2 separate regions of the Mus musculus genome follow, and region 1 is linked to region 2. The links are chromatin contacts, called in public promoter capture Hi-C maps. All regions are on one chromosome and are shown on one strand. The core of a region is the stretch at or near the end of the contact, and the rest is flanking DNA. Distances in the headings are between cores, read along the strand shown. Region 1 holds the start of Arhgap44 (Rho GTPase activating protein 44). Region 2 overlaps Gm12299 (predicted gene 12299).

What was found. Promoter capture Hi-C pulls out the DNA fragments that hold promoters and counts their contacts.
Region 1: a promoter capture Hi-C map of stem cell-derived epiblast-like cells shows a contact between it and region 2, with 3 times the contacts expected there. The contact joins the promoter of Arhgap44 here to the enhancer-like site in region 2. A contact is called at or near these places in 4 of 39 promoter capture datasets (embryonic stem cells, hippocampal neurons, liver and 1 more) and 2 of 115 datasets of contacts at active chromatin or transcription factors (astrocytes and embryonic stem cells).

What each region holds. Positions count from the first base shown.
Region 1 is chr11:65,160,319-65,167,167 of GRCm38.p6, reverse strand. It overlaps Arhgap44 (Rho GTPase activating protein 44), which reads left to right and starts at 4,207. Exons shown (of 20, transcript NM_001099288.1): 1 at 4,207-4,582. The coding sequence starts at 4,530. LOC115487730 (a long non-coding RNA gene) reads right to left here. Exons shown (of 3, transcript XR_003949568.1): 2 at 4,779-6,347.
Region 2 is chr11:67,008,367-67,014,806 of GRCm38.p6, reverse strand. It overlaps Gm12299 (predicted gene 12299), which reads right to left. Exons shown (of 3, transcript NR_165257.1): 2 at 6,329-6,440; 3 at 2,609-4,272. Among named protein-coding and RNA genes, the nearest start is that of Gm12299, 9.5 kb to the right of the region's middle. Within about 2 kb of position 3,051, at least 75 of the 459 cell types and tissues checked have an H3K27ac peak or open chromatin away from gene starts, as enhancers often do. A contact at or near this core is called in embryonic stem cells and stem cell-derived epiblast-like cells, where this site is marked.

The sequences.
Region 1 (6,849 bases), core at 2,958-5,457, 1.8 Mb after region 2:
GTGATTTTATTGGCCAGAGCAATCCTGTGGCCAAGCCAAAGGTTGACAGGTACAGGGAGGTGCCATCCTCCCATAGATCAAAGTCAAGAACACAAGGAACAGAGTGTTCCTTTCCCTTCTTTTCCCTCCTCTTTTCTCCTGCAAACAAATTTCACTTTTAAGCATATTTCCTTTAGGTGCAGAAATTACATTCCAGGCCATTCCACACCTTGGCTGTAGAGCTTTCTGCTCATTGGTAACCCAGCAGCATCCTATCCAGCCCTTTTGGCTTTTGTAGGAAATGGGGAGATGGAACATTTGCGATTCCTCATGGGATTGGCCTCCCACCACGGCAAAGGACTTTTGTGCAGAAGCTCTGCAGATGATAGACAGTGTGATGGATGCACTTCTTGTCCTTCTGGCAGACAGCTTCACTACGCCTGCTGTCAAGCATGGACTACAAAAGAACAAGTCGCAGGCTACGTTCCCAGACATGTCCTCTAGAGACTCAGTGGTGAGGCAATACTAAATCTTCAGGTGGTAACACAACCAAGGTGCCCTTCTTACTCCAGCTAGAAGGCTGTCACTCAGCTCCACACCACCCACAACTAATTCATGGTGATATAGGGCAGCGGAGGAGGGAGGATATTCTGTGTATATTGCCTTTCCACAGAAAATCACCTGAGTAATCATGACCTCAATAAGCCATAATCTCTCCTGTAGGGATAGGTAGCATTTGATTTATTTATTTTCGGGTAATGATAGAATCTCTATGACTACCATCTACTTCCCTTTTCTCTTTCTTGGTTTCATCTCCTGCATCACCATCTTCAACACCCCAGCAGCATGTGGGTTCTTTAGACAGCATGAAGTTACAGCCTTCACAAGCCACATGAAAGCACAAAAGCTTGTGTTCTTAAATTCCAAACTCTCTTCTTTAAAAACTCCATTTTGTTACATGTGATTCTGACATCTGCTTTGAAAGATCAAAAGTGCAGACTTGACATTAATTTCCCTCTCTCTTTCTATTTTTTTTCCTGTGTCATTATCCTTTCTCCAGGACAGAATGCAGAAGATGCACTTAATGTATGGACAGGATGACTGAGACACTAAACTCTTTATTTATTGAAATTTCAACAGCCACACAATTCAAGGGCCACTGTACTGAATAACACAGTTGTACGACCAAGTATCATGTTGTTTAAAGTCATACAGTGTTCTTAATGGCTCCCCATGACTGATGTACACAAAGCCATGCTTATTAGGGTATTATTGGTGGCTTTTCATGTTACTGTGAAGAAATACTTTGACCAAATTAAGGTAACAGAGTTAATTTGAGCTCACAATTTGTGGGTACAGACCACCATGGCAGGGCAGTCACAGCAGTAGAACCTGAAGGCAGCTGGTCACACTGCATCTGCTATCAGGAAGAAGAGAGAGATGAACGATAATCCTCAGCTCACTCTCTCTCTTTTATATACAGCCCAGAGAATGGTGCTGCACACATTTAAGGTGGCTCTGCTTACCTCTGCCAACCCAAACATTCTCTTACAGACGTACCCATAGGCTTGTTTCTCTGGTGAATCCAGCTCCTGCTAAATTGATAAGCACTATTAACCATATGGTCATTTTTTTTTTTATTGCAGGCAAATGAATGGAACTAGAAAATATCATCCTGAGTGATGTAACTCAGATCCAAAATGACATGCATGGTTTGTACTCACCAATATGTGGCTATTAGCCAAAAAAAAAAAGTATAGAATACCCAAGATACAGTCCACAGAACTCAAAAAGGTCAACATGATGAAGGGCCCAAGTGAGGATGCCTCAGCCCCACTTGGGAGGGAGGGAGGGGCCTGGGAGGGAAAGGGGATGGGGGGGGGGAGAGGGGAACATCATCTGGTATTGGGGGGGGGGAAGACTGAAGCCCTGGGGGCCAGAAGAAAGAATGGAAACAGGTAACCTTGGGAGGTAGGAGTTTGGGGAAACCCTTCAGAATGCACCAGAGGCCTGGGAGGTGAGAGACTCTCAGGACTCAAAGGGAGGGACCTTAGATGAGATGCCCTACATTGGGAAGAGGGAACTTGTAGAGCCCACCTCCAGCAGAAAGACCCAGCATCAAGTGAGGGATGGGGTTGCCATCCCACAGTCAAAACTCTGACTCATAATTGTTCCTGTCTGAAAGAACTGCAAGGATGGAAATGGAGAGGAGCTCCAGGAAAAGAAGGTCCAGCGACAGGACCAAAGTGGGATCCAGCTCAAGGGGAGGCCCCAAGACCTGACACTATTACTGAGGCTATGGAGCGCTCACAAAAAGTGACCTATCATGACTGCCCTCCAAAAGACTCAACAAGCAGCTGAGAGAGTCAGATGCAGATATTCGCATCCAACCAATGGACAGAAGTTGCTGACTCCTGTGGAGGCTGAGGAGGAGGGTGACCCTGTAGGAGGACCAGCAGTCTCAATTGACCTGGGCCCCTGAGATCTCTTGGACACTGGAACACTATCCAGGCAGCATACATCAGCTGATATGAGGCCCCCAACAAATATACAGCAGAGGACGGCTGGGTCTGGGTTTAGTCAGGAGAAGGTGAACCTAACTCTCAAGAGACTGGAGGCCACAGGGAGTTTAGAGGTCTGGTGGGGTGGGGGGTGGGGACATCCTTGTGGAGACAAGGGGGGTGGGGAGGAGGTATGAGATGTGGAATGGTCGGAGGGTGGAACAGGAGGGGAATAACATCTGCAGTTTAAAATAAATATAAATAAATAAATAAATAAATAAATAAATGAATGAATAAAGGATTTTTAAAAACTCAAAATAGAAGTACTTTGTTTATATAAACATGACGTTGACATGACTGTATGTTGCCACATACAGTCAGTCACAAGCACGATGCCTTCACTGCTAATTGACCAGAACTCTTGACCTAATAAGCAGAGGCTGAGCTCACAATTAATTAAAGATTTCATGTTCATTCAGCCAAAACATGCCTCAAACCATCATTTGTTCCGCTGGCCAGTAAGACACTTACATCCATATTTAGGGCATCTTTCTACTGTAATCAACACACTGCAGAGAATCTCGGGTCATAGATGGATGCTCTTCCTTTTTTTTTTTTTTTAAACTATTTTCATAATAGGAATGATCCTGGATTTTCCCATTATGCTATCTTCCATTGTATCTGCCACAGTGGACTACATGATAGCCTGTATGTAGTTAGATTTGGAAAACAGCACTCTTTCATTTCCATCTACCAAACAGCAGTGCTTTCTACTTGAGATAGGGAAGCTGGAGATGAGAGAGTCCCAGCAGTTTTCCTAAAATTGCTGATTAAATATGTGAGATTCTAATGGGAAGACTCACATTTGTTTGATCCAATGTCTCTACTGCCCAACAACTCTGACTTGATATATATAAAGATGACAACTAATTGAGATCACATGTGATTTTCTTTCTTTTTTTTACATTATTTATATTTATTTAGTGTGTGTGTACGTAAGACAACATGCAGGAGTTAATTTTCTCCTACCGTGTATGTTCTAGACACTGAACACAGGTCAATAGGCTTCTTTACCTATTGAGCCATTTGCTGTCCCCCTCACCTGCCACCTTCCAAGTCTAATGAGCCACAATTTCTTTCAACCAGCTGGTAAATGCCAGTGGGCTGCCCAGCTGATACCATTTCAGGTCTAGTGGCGGTAAGGAGATGGACATAGCTATGGTAATAGAATCTAAATCATACAAGAAAGCTGTCTCAGGTTGTGCTAGTAGACAAGACGTTACTGATTCAATCTTATGTAAACTTTTGGTTACTTACTGGGTTTGAAAAAGATTAAGGATGGCATTTTGGGATGCATGCTACGCCTAGTTCGAAACCCCTTTGTCCCAAGCTTAACACTGTGATTGAACACCAATAAGGTGACTTTATACAATTTAACGAACACATCTGCCTAACATATCTTCATATGAATTCAACACTGAACATCTCGCATTCGCTTGAGAGAAAATAGGAGTCAGACGTTTACTCTGTTTGTTGTTGTGTCGTTGGTTTCACTATTCAAGCACGAAAGTATTTCCTTTACTACAAGGCTAAAGCCTAAACGTCTTGGTCATACTGTCTTCTCTCACCTCTGCACAAAAGCTGTCCCTACAAACTTTGGACAGAGGAAAGGTGGGAGCGGCAAACTACAAGTCCCAGCATGCACGGCGCATTCCGCACAGGCGCACGGGGACCACCCGGCCAGCTGGCTAGCCAGCCTGCGGAGACTCCCCGGTTCGCTCGCCGGGCTGGGGCTGGGGGCTAGCTACAGCTGGGGCTGACCGCCGGGCGCCTTGGGCGGCCCCGGGCGTGGCACAGAGAAGGATGCGGCGGGCGGACTAGGCGGAGGTGCTCTCGGGAGGCTGGGCGCGGGCCAGGCGGCTCCCCAGGCTCCGCAGTGCCGCCGCCGTCGCCCGGGAGGCTGGGCGCGGGAGCCATGTAACCCTGCGGTGGGCTCCGGGCAGCTCAGTCCTTCCCCAGCTCCCGGGCTAGCGCGGCAGCGGGGCCACGATGAAGAAGCAGTTTAACCGCATGCGCCAGTTGGCCAACCAGACGGTGGGCAGGTAGGTCACCCGCTGGCCGCCCAGGGCCGGCACGCCCGCGGGGCTGCATCTGCCAGGCGCAGGTGATGGAGCTGCCCGGCCTGGAGCTTGTGCGTCCCTCCTGGGTCCGCGCGGGTCGTTGGTGAGACCTTTCCTCTCCCGACCCCTGCTCGCTTCTCGCTCGCCGGTCTAGGCTCAGAGAGTGACGCATCCTCACCTGCGTCCCCAGCTGCCCCTTCACCTCGCCCTCTCTGCCTTTCCTCGGGACTCCCTTTTCCTCTGGTAGCGATTCTTCCTGGAAACAGGTGTTTGCTCTGCTGGAGCTGCTGGCTGCCGAGTCGTTGGCTGCCTCTGGAGATCTCTTCCTCCCTGCGCCCAGTTCAGGGCTGCTTAGGGTCCTGAGGTAGTGTTGGGCCTGGTCGACACCCTCCTTCCCCACTGGAGCCCTGTTTGTTTTCAGGGGCTGTGACTGTATGGGATGCTGGATCACTTTCCTGGCTGTTTTTTCCTCAGCGTTTGGGGGTGGGGAAAGGATGGCGAGAAGGGGGAAGGTGCTGGCTGATGTAGGCTCGGTCCCAAGACTGATTTCAGTGGAGGGAGGGAGGGAGGCTGCGAAAGTGAGGTTCAACTCCCTTGGAAGATGAGAGGAGGATCAGAGAGAGGAGGATCAGAGGCTCTCAGCCAGGTAGGGGATGGGACAGTCTCTCCTCCCTCCCAGTCCAGAACAGCTTGGCCCCAGGAATCTGCAGGACCCAGACTGCTCTCATCTTGGTGAACATGGACTAGATCTGGGCCAGTGTCTCCAGGAGCGGATCTGTGGGGTGCCAAGATCTATTAAGGTTACATAAGGATTCTTAGTGGGTCCCGTCCAAAGCTAGACATTCTTGAAACACAGGCTTGTTAGATAGAGGGGGATTTTTCATGGAATCTGTGTGCCCAGGGCCGGATTTCTGTGTGGTTGTTAAAGGAATTTAGGTGTGCAGTTTAAAGTAAGCAGAAAGGGAAGAACCAAGCCTTGGGTGCAATTCAAGTGCAGGCTCCACACATAGAGTGCTCTCGGCCAGGTTTGTTGAGAAACCAAATACCTTTCTTGGGTGGGAAATGGAGCTTGAGCTGGCACCTGGTAGGGTGGGGGTGGGGACTTCCCTGGAGAATAGAGGACATGAGGGAAGCATACTGCCCTAGTTACAGTGGGCATTTGAGGGCAGGGGATGTGATGGCTTCTCATGCTTTCAGGAACTCCAGATGGTTTCCAAGTAACCTAAGCGTTTCCAAGCTTCTAAACTAGACTTGGATTCATTTTCCCTTCCCAAACACATGTGCTTTAACATGAGGGGGGAATTTATGAATAGCAGAGTCAGATTAGCCCAGATTTTTGGCACGGTATTGCCACAAATATAGCCTCACGTGGACTGTCTTTGGTATGTTGGATGCTGAGATAGTGCTTTCCTGGTACTGGGGGGTGTAGCTGTTGGTTGTCAAGCTGACCATTCTTTACTGTCTTGGCTTCTGGATCACACTCCCTGGGCTCTGGCATACATGATGGCAGTAGACATCCCAGGGGTGGGCCCCTCACTCTGACCACAGGTTGCTGTTTCTCATGGAGTATTCTCAGTCCACTTAGTAGCCTGGTGTTCTCTTGGAGTGTTAGAGATTGGTGCTCGGATATAGATGTCTCAGGGAAGGCATTCGTGTTGCTTCCAGACACCTGGCTCCTATCTTCCTTCAGGACTTGTTTTTAAGTTGTGAGATTTTTGAGGCATGGGCATAGGAACTATATTTTTCACTGTCATTCGTGGAGGAAATGAAAAATAGGCAAAAGCAGACTGAATTATTATTATTATTATTATTATTATTATTGTAAAAAGTAGTCTTATGTATTCAAAGAACATTCTTAGAAGTACAAATCCAGGGGCTGCACCCTGCTATGCCAGAGCTGCTGAGCGCTTAGGTGGATGACCAACATGTACAAAGTTGAGGCCTGACTTGTGTCTGTTTTGGTGAAGTTTAGAGTAAACTGTTGAAGCAAAAATTAGTTTAGGATACTCTACTGCTTCAACACTTCCAGTGCCATCATTTTGCTTAGCAGCCCCAGCATTTCAGTAGCCACATCCCTCTGGACCCCCCTTTGTCTCAGCATGCTCATTTTGTCTTCCTGTCTCCCTGTCCCTGAACTCCTGTGCTTCGGACACATGAAGCCCAGCTCCACTTTAGAGATTTGTTCTTGCTGACCACCAATTTTTACTACCTGGTTGAGGATGTGGTCTTCCCAAATTGCTTTCTCATCA
Region 2 (6,440 bases), core at 1,802-4,301:
GGGTCTTCACTGGATTCCCTTTTTCCTCTCCCCAGTGTGGCCACGTTGAATAGATAAGTCTCCCCTTCTGCTTTCCACTTTTAATTTGGCTTTTTACATTGGCTTATCGAGGATGGGTTGCCAGACCTGACGTGATTGGGATCCCAAGCGTGATAAACGTTAGGCGCGAAGACGGTGAGAGAGAAATGCCAGTCTTCTGTTTTAAGCTGGACTGTGCTCTTTCTAGGAGGTTGGCTGTTAATCCTACTCATAGAAAATAAGGCCACTACCATGATTTAAAGCCAAATTGGAAGCAAGCTTTAATTAAATACTGGCCAGGTTGATGGACTCTCTGGCCAGGTCCATGTATGGGTTTCCAGAAAATAACCGTGAGTCATGTTCTGCAGGGGCTTGTAAAGGTAAAACCCACAACCCAGTGAATTTCCCAACAGGTCCAATCTGGGGCGAGCCACATCCTGACATATTTCCTGCCCACTTACCTCTTGCCCACATGTGATCGAGCACATCCATTGTTGTCGGGCCAAATGAACTTGTTTAGGGGAGTTAAAACCATGTGGCTTTTTATCTCCTATGAACAATAGCCTTCAGCACTTGAGGAAATATCTGTCCTTGGGCAAGGGGCTTATGGCGTAGAGGCATTTTTGTTACATAGACATTGTAGGCACAGTAATGAAAATTTAAGACAGAACTTTGGCTTTCACACTACAGGCTGATAGTTCCTTCCTACTTGATGGGAGCTTTAAGCTTACAGCCTCAGCACCTGGCCAGTGATGTACCTTCATAGCCAGGGCATGGTGGTTTGATGGGAGATGGTGCCTCAAACATCTACAATCTAAGCTTTCCTTCCAACACTCATGGGCATGTGATCCTGGCACACCCTCAAACTACTTATCAGTTAAAATGGAGACAGTGGTGTTTGGCTGGCAGAGTTGTATGGCAGTTATAAGTTACGTACGACTGCTTCAAGTTCATCCGTACTTTCTCAGATCCAAGGCTTGCCTCGAGCTCCTGTTGCTCTAATTATCGATGGCTTTGGACACAGTTACACAGGCCCTCCACCTTGAATTATACTCAGCCTCTATCCTCAGCTTCGGCAGTAGTTGACTGAACCAAGTGTATATAAAAATATCTGAAAAAAAAATTGCGCCTGGCGTGGTGGCGCACGCCTTTAATCCCAGCACTTGGGAGGCAGAGGCAGGCAGAGTTCTGAGTTCTGACCAGGCCAGCCTGGTCTACAAAGTGAGTTCCTGGACAGCCAGGGCTACACAGAGAAACCCTGTCTCGAACCCCCCCCCCAAATTGTGTCTATGTTGATCCCACACAGACTTATTTATGCCCCAAATGCACAGTCTACTGTGTGTTGTACCAGATCGGTGATCAAAAAACATTTTAAAGCATACAGGAGGACGTGCATATATCCATGTAAATACTATGCCTTTTATTGTTTTTATTCATTAATTATTTGTATATGTGTGCACACATGTGCAGGTGTGGAGGCATGTTCACCCATGCTTCTGCAGGTGGAGGTTCACAGGCTGATGGAATGTCTCTCACTGGGAACTCACTGGCCAGCAACTCTAGCCAGAGAGCAAGTTCCTGCCTCCTCTTGTCTGCTCAGTCACAGGCATGTACCATTGTACCTGGCTTTTACATAGGTGCTGGGCATGAGGCCCTCATGGCTTGAACAGCAAACAGTTTGTTCATGAAGTCATCTCTCCAATCGTTTAAAACACTTTTATTATTTTATTTTTCATTATTTTTTCAATGGCATTTCATGTAAAGAATTTACACATCCAAGGACCTAGGTGTCCATGATGGGACCCACAGCGATCCCTCACGACTACTGATTGGACGCCATGTGTGTGCTTTTCTCAACTACAGAGACCGTTTTTCTCTTGAGTTTCTCCCACCTTGCTTTGCTAAACTCTCCTTTTGTTTGCACGTCCCAAAAGTTCCAGGCTCCTACTGGTTCCCATCTCTTCTTGGTTCTCACCTCCCACTGGGCCACCATAGTGCATCTTTTGCCTTCTCCCCTTCCTCCTCACATATTATTTTAATATTTACAAAGTCATATTCTCAAGCATTGGCCTCCCACCAAGTCCTCCTTATTCTGTAACTGGCACCACCAGCATCACCAGATGCTCAGGCAAATCCCTGATGTCATCTTTGACCCATTTTTCTCTTCTGAAGCTAATATATTTTGTTGCTTCAAAACTCTGTTCACACTTGGGTACCTGTTTCCTCTCCACCCTCAGGATTGGTAGCCCAACCAGAACTGCCAGCCCTTCTCACCTGGGCTACAGTGCATCCCAACAAATTAGTCTCCTAGCTTCCACTCCTGTGAGATTCTAATTTTCCCCTACAGAGGCCACATTTGTTCAAAATAAACAAGCAAACAAACAAAGCAATGGAGCCAACAAAAAAGTTCAGTGGGTAAAAGCAAGGGCTGCCAAGCTGGACCGCCTGAGTCTGATCCCCAGGTCCGTCATGGTGGAAGGAGAGACCTGACTCCCACGAAAGTTGTCCTTCAATCTCACATGGACACCATGCCACCCCCTCCCTAAATAAATAAGTAAATAAATAAAAGCCAAAACCAACTCACAACTCTCTTCATCTCAAAGCTCTTTAATCTTTTCATAATAAAAACCCAAGCCTTTAGCCATGCCTGGTGATGTAGGTGGTGATCCCAGGGCCCCGTGGAGACAGAGGAAGGTGGATCTCATGTTCAAGACAGGCCCAGGTTCGAGGACAGCATGAGTAATTGAGTGAGACCCTCTGTCAATTTTTAAAAAACGTGCCCCTTCTACAAGAAAAAAGGCCTGTTGTTGCAATTCAGCACATGCAGAGGACACTAGGTTCATTCCTCAGTGTAGCTGTCCAGCTGGGAACCTGAAAGGGAGGCTGGAAGTGTAGAGAAAATCCACAGACCCATCCTTTGTTTCAGCTGGATTATGTTGCAAAGCAAGCTCAGCGGGCAGTCTGCTCCTGTAGGAAATTGCAGGTAGGGCAAGGCAGAAGACTCCACCCTAGGTCAGGCTAAATTGGTTGAAGACCAACTGTGGCAAACAATTAAGGTCTGTTTAGCCTGCTCAAGGCTGCGGGAAGGGCACACCTCAGTGCTTATAAGAGGAAAAACTAACCGCATATCCTAAGGATTTCTGTAAGGCTCAAGACTTCTAATGTTTTGGGGTATTTGTTTTATTTTGTTTTGTTGTTTTTGATATGATCTAATCCTGTAACAGTGGCTGGCTTGAAACTCAATATGTAGAGTAGATGGGCTTCATATTCACAGAAATCCACCTGCCTCTGCTCCCTGAGTGCTGGGGTTAAAGCTTACAGGTGTGTGTCTTCAGATTCAGCCAGGCCTTCTCCTACCCTGTAACTACCATTTGTTTGTTTGTTTGTTTATTATTTTGTTTGGACGGGGCTGATAATAAAGTTTTGTCACATGCCAAACATATACTTTAGCAACGAGTTACTTCCCTAGCCCTGACTTTCATTATATGTGGGTCTGGCAGAGTCTCACGTCATTGGGTTTCTGATCAAATTGCGCCTCAAAGGAAAAACATTCCTGACTCCCTACAGCCATACTCTGTCTCCTGGCTTTGTCATATTTTTCTTTCTAGAGCCCCCACTACTTGATGTATTTTCAGTTATGTAAAGGTTTAGAGAGTGAATGAATGAGGGAGAAGACACTTGGCTCTGCCCAGCTCTGTGTAGAGCCTGGAAAATGCTCCCAGCAAACTGATGACAGGGGCCACGCTCACAGTCCTTTGTGAAGAACACGGGCAGTGCTGGGGGGGGGGGGGTGAGGGCAATACTAGAGTCTTGATTCAAGGCTGGATCCTGAGTGAAAGGACAGTCCTTGGCAGTTTACTCATAGATTGGTTTTGGTTTGAAGGGTGGAGTGTCCCATGGTCTGGGAATTACTGCCCCTGACCAATTGTTCTGTTCTCCTAACAAAATCCTCTTCATTGGTGCCTGGTCCCCTGTGGCTGCCTGGGACATGTTTCTTCTTAAAGACCCTGAAGGCAGCACTAGTTGGAGATTATATGCTTGACACAGCTTCTGCTTGTTTCTAGAAAGCACTGCACAAAGTTCTACAAAGGCTGGTGAAAGACATTTGTCAGATTTGTCCACTGGGTGTGCTCTGAGCCAGTTCTGCTGAGATACTGGCTCCTCTAGTTGCTGCAGACAAACAGATGCAGCCCTGTCCACCGCCGGCAGGAAGTGAGGCCTTTCATCTCCGGTGAACGATCGCTTTATGCTTCTCTGAAAAATCGAATTACATTCAGTGTTAAGTGCGTTTTTCTAAGACACGGTGGTCAATAGAAGGGAACAGGATTCCCTTATTGGAGAGAGATTTCACTTTCTCACAGTAATACAGCATCAAGTGTGCACTTGGCTGATAAAAGAAACACTGTATTTGGTAGAGTTTAAATATCTGATGGGAAGAAGGCAGGCAGACAAGAGACTAAGAGATCCTGGAGAAATGCAAACGTGGAAGTGTATGTGGTGAGGTTGGGGGCAGAGGGGAGGAAAGAAGGAGAGGTGTGTGTGGGAGGGAGCAAAAAGATCTACACAGGGAAAGGGAAAGGGGAAGGAGAGGGTGAGAGGATGTAGAAAACATGAGACACAGGAAGAGGGAGCAGAGAAAGAGAAAAGAAGAGGGAAGAGGAGAAGAGGGGAGGAAGAGAGTGAAAAGGAGGGAGGGAAGGGGGAGGAAGGAGAAGGGAGGAAAGAGAAAGCACACTGAGCAAATAGAGCATGATAAAAGAAGAGGGAGAGAGAAGGGAATGTGGGGGGCAGGAGAAAAGGAGAGAAGGGAGAGGGGAGAGAAAAAGATAGGAAAGGAGAGGGATAAAGAGGGGAATGTGGGGGGGGGGAGAAAAGGAGAGGGAGAAAGAAAAAAGGAAAAAGGAGTGTGAGAGAGAGGCAGGAAGGGGAGAAGAAGGGACAGAGATAGACAGACACAGACAGACAGAGATGGGAGAGACAGACAGACAAGACAGAGAAGTAAAGGAGAACTCGAGTAACACCCCACACCTGAGTGAGAGTGACCCTGAGATTTAAGCCTATAACATATGCAGTCTCTGCAGTTTGCTTCTGCATGCAGTCGGTGAGCTGAGGCTGGGGAAGGCTTCCTTCCTTCCTTCCTTCCTTCCTTCCTTCCTTCCTTCCTTCCTTCCTTCCTTCCTTTTCTTTTTCTTTCTGTAGCTTCCAGCCTCTCATTTTATCACAGGCTTGGTCCAACCCACAAGGAGTAGACTGGGGTGTGCAGAGAGTGTCTGGTCCTCTGCGAGTTAGGACTGAGCTCTGACAGCTGAGGGGACACCAGATCACAGAGTTCCCCTGAGAGTAGACAGTGCAGGAACCCCACCTCCTTTTCTCCCTCTGTCCAAATTAACAAATCCAGTGGTGGGGTGGCTAGGTAGGAACACCACAGACAGAGACATGGACACAAGTCTTGGAAAACCAGACCGGGGTCTTGTCTACCCAGAGGAGCCTAGGAATGACTCTAACACTAAATGAGATGAGATGAGATGAGAGAGAGAGACAGAGACACAGAGAGACACAGAGAGACAGAGAGAGACAGAGCCAGAGACAGAGAGAGACACAGAGAGACAGAGACAGAGAGACACAGAGAGAGACAGAGAGAGAGAAAGTAAGAAAATCAACTTTCACTTACAGATGTAACAATTTCGATCCCCTAAGAATTTCAGAGATTACATTTTGCTAGCCAGTTTTAATTGGGAGCCAGTTTTAATTGGGTACCTCAACTAGGTCACTCACAACCCAAGAAACCCTGAGACAGCAGCCAGCCAGCGAACATCTGAAGGGTGAATGCTCTGTGCCAGGTGCCCTGCCCCAAATCTATAGTGAGCTTGGTTGAATGCCCCCATCTGGAGGCTATATCTCACTGGGAAAGGAGCTACAGATGCAATGGCAACATACCACAGCCATCCTACTACCACAAGGCTGTTGGGGCATTGTGCTCTGTGTTTGTAAGGCTGGTATTTACTTATTTTCATGTATGGCTATGTATAGGATAGCGTCCGGGGACTGTGACCCGTGGGTGCAGAGGTAATGTCATCTGCTCAGTTCCACACTGTGCTCTACTTCTACAATAGAATCTTAATTATGCTAATGATCAAGAGGGGAGATGCTATTAAAATAAAAATGATAAGCACCATAGTGGAATGCTGAAGACTGGATGCTGCCAGGAGCACTTAGCAGGTGACTGCAGGGAGCACCTGCCGAGAAGGCACCTTGTGTGTGTGTGTGTGTGTGTGTGTGTGTGTGTGTGTGTGCTCACCTAAAGACCTACCTGCCTCTGTCTACTCTCACTTGAAAGTCTGTAGGGTGCGATCAGGTCAGGGAAGCCAGGTACAGAGTCTGCCAGCTGCTGAACTTTCCCCAGATCCGGCTGGGAAGAGCCT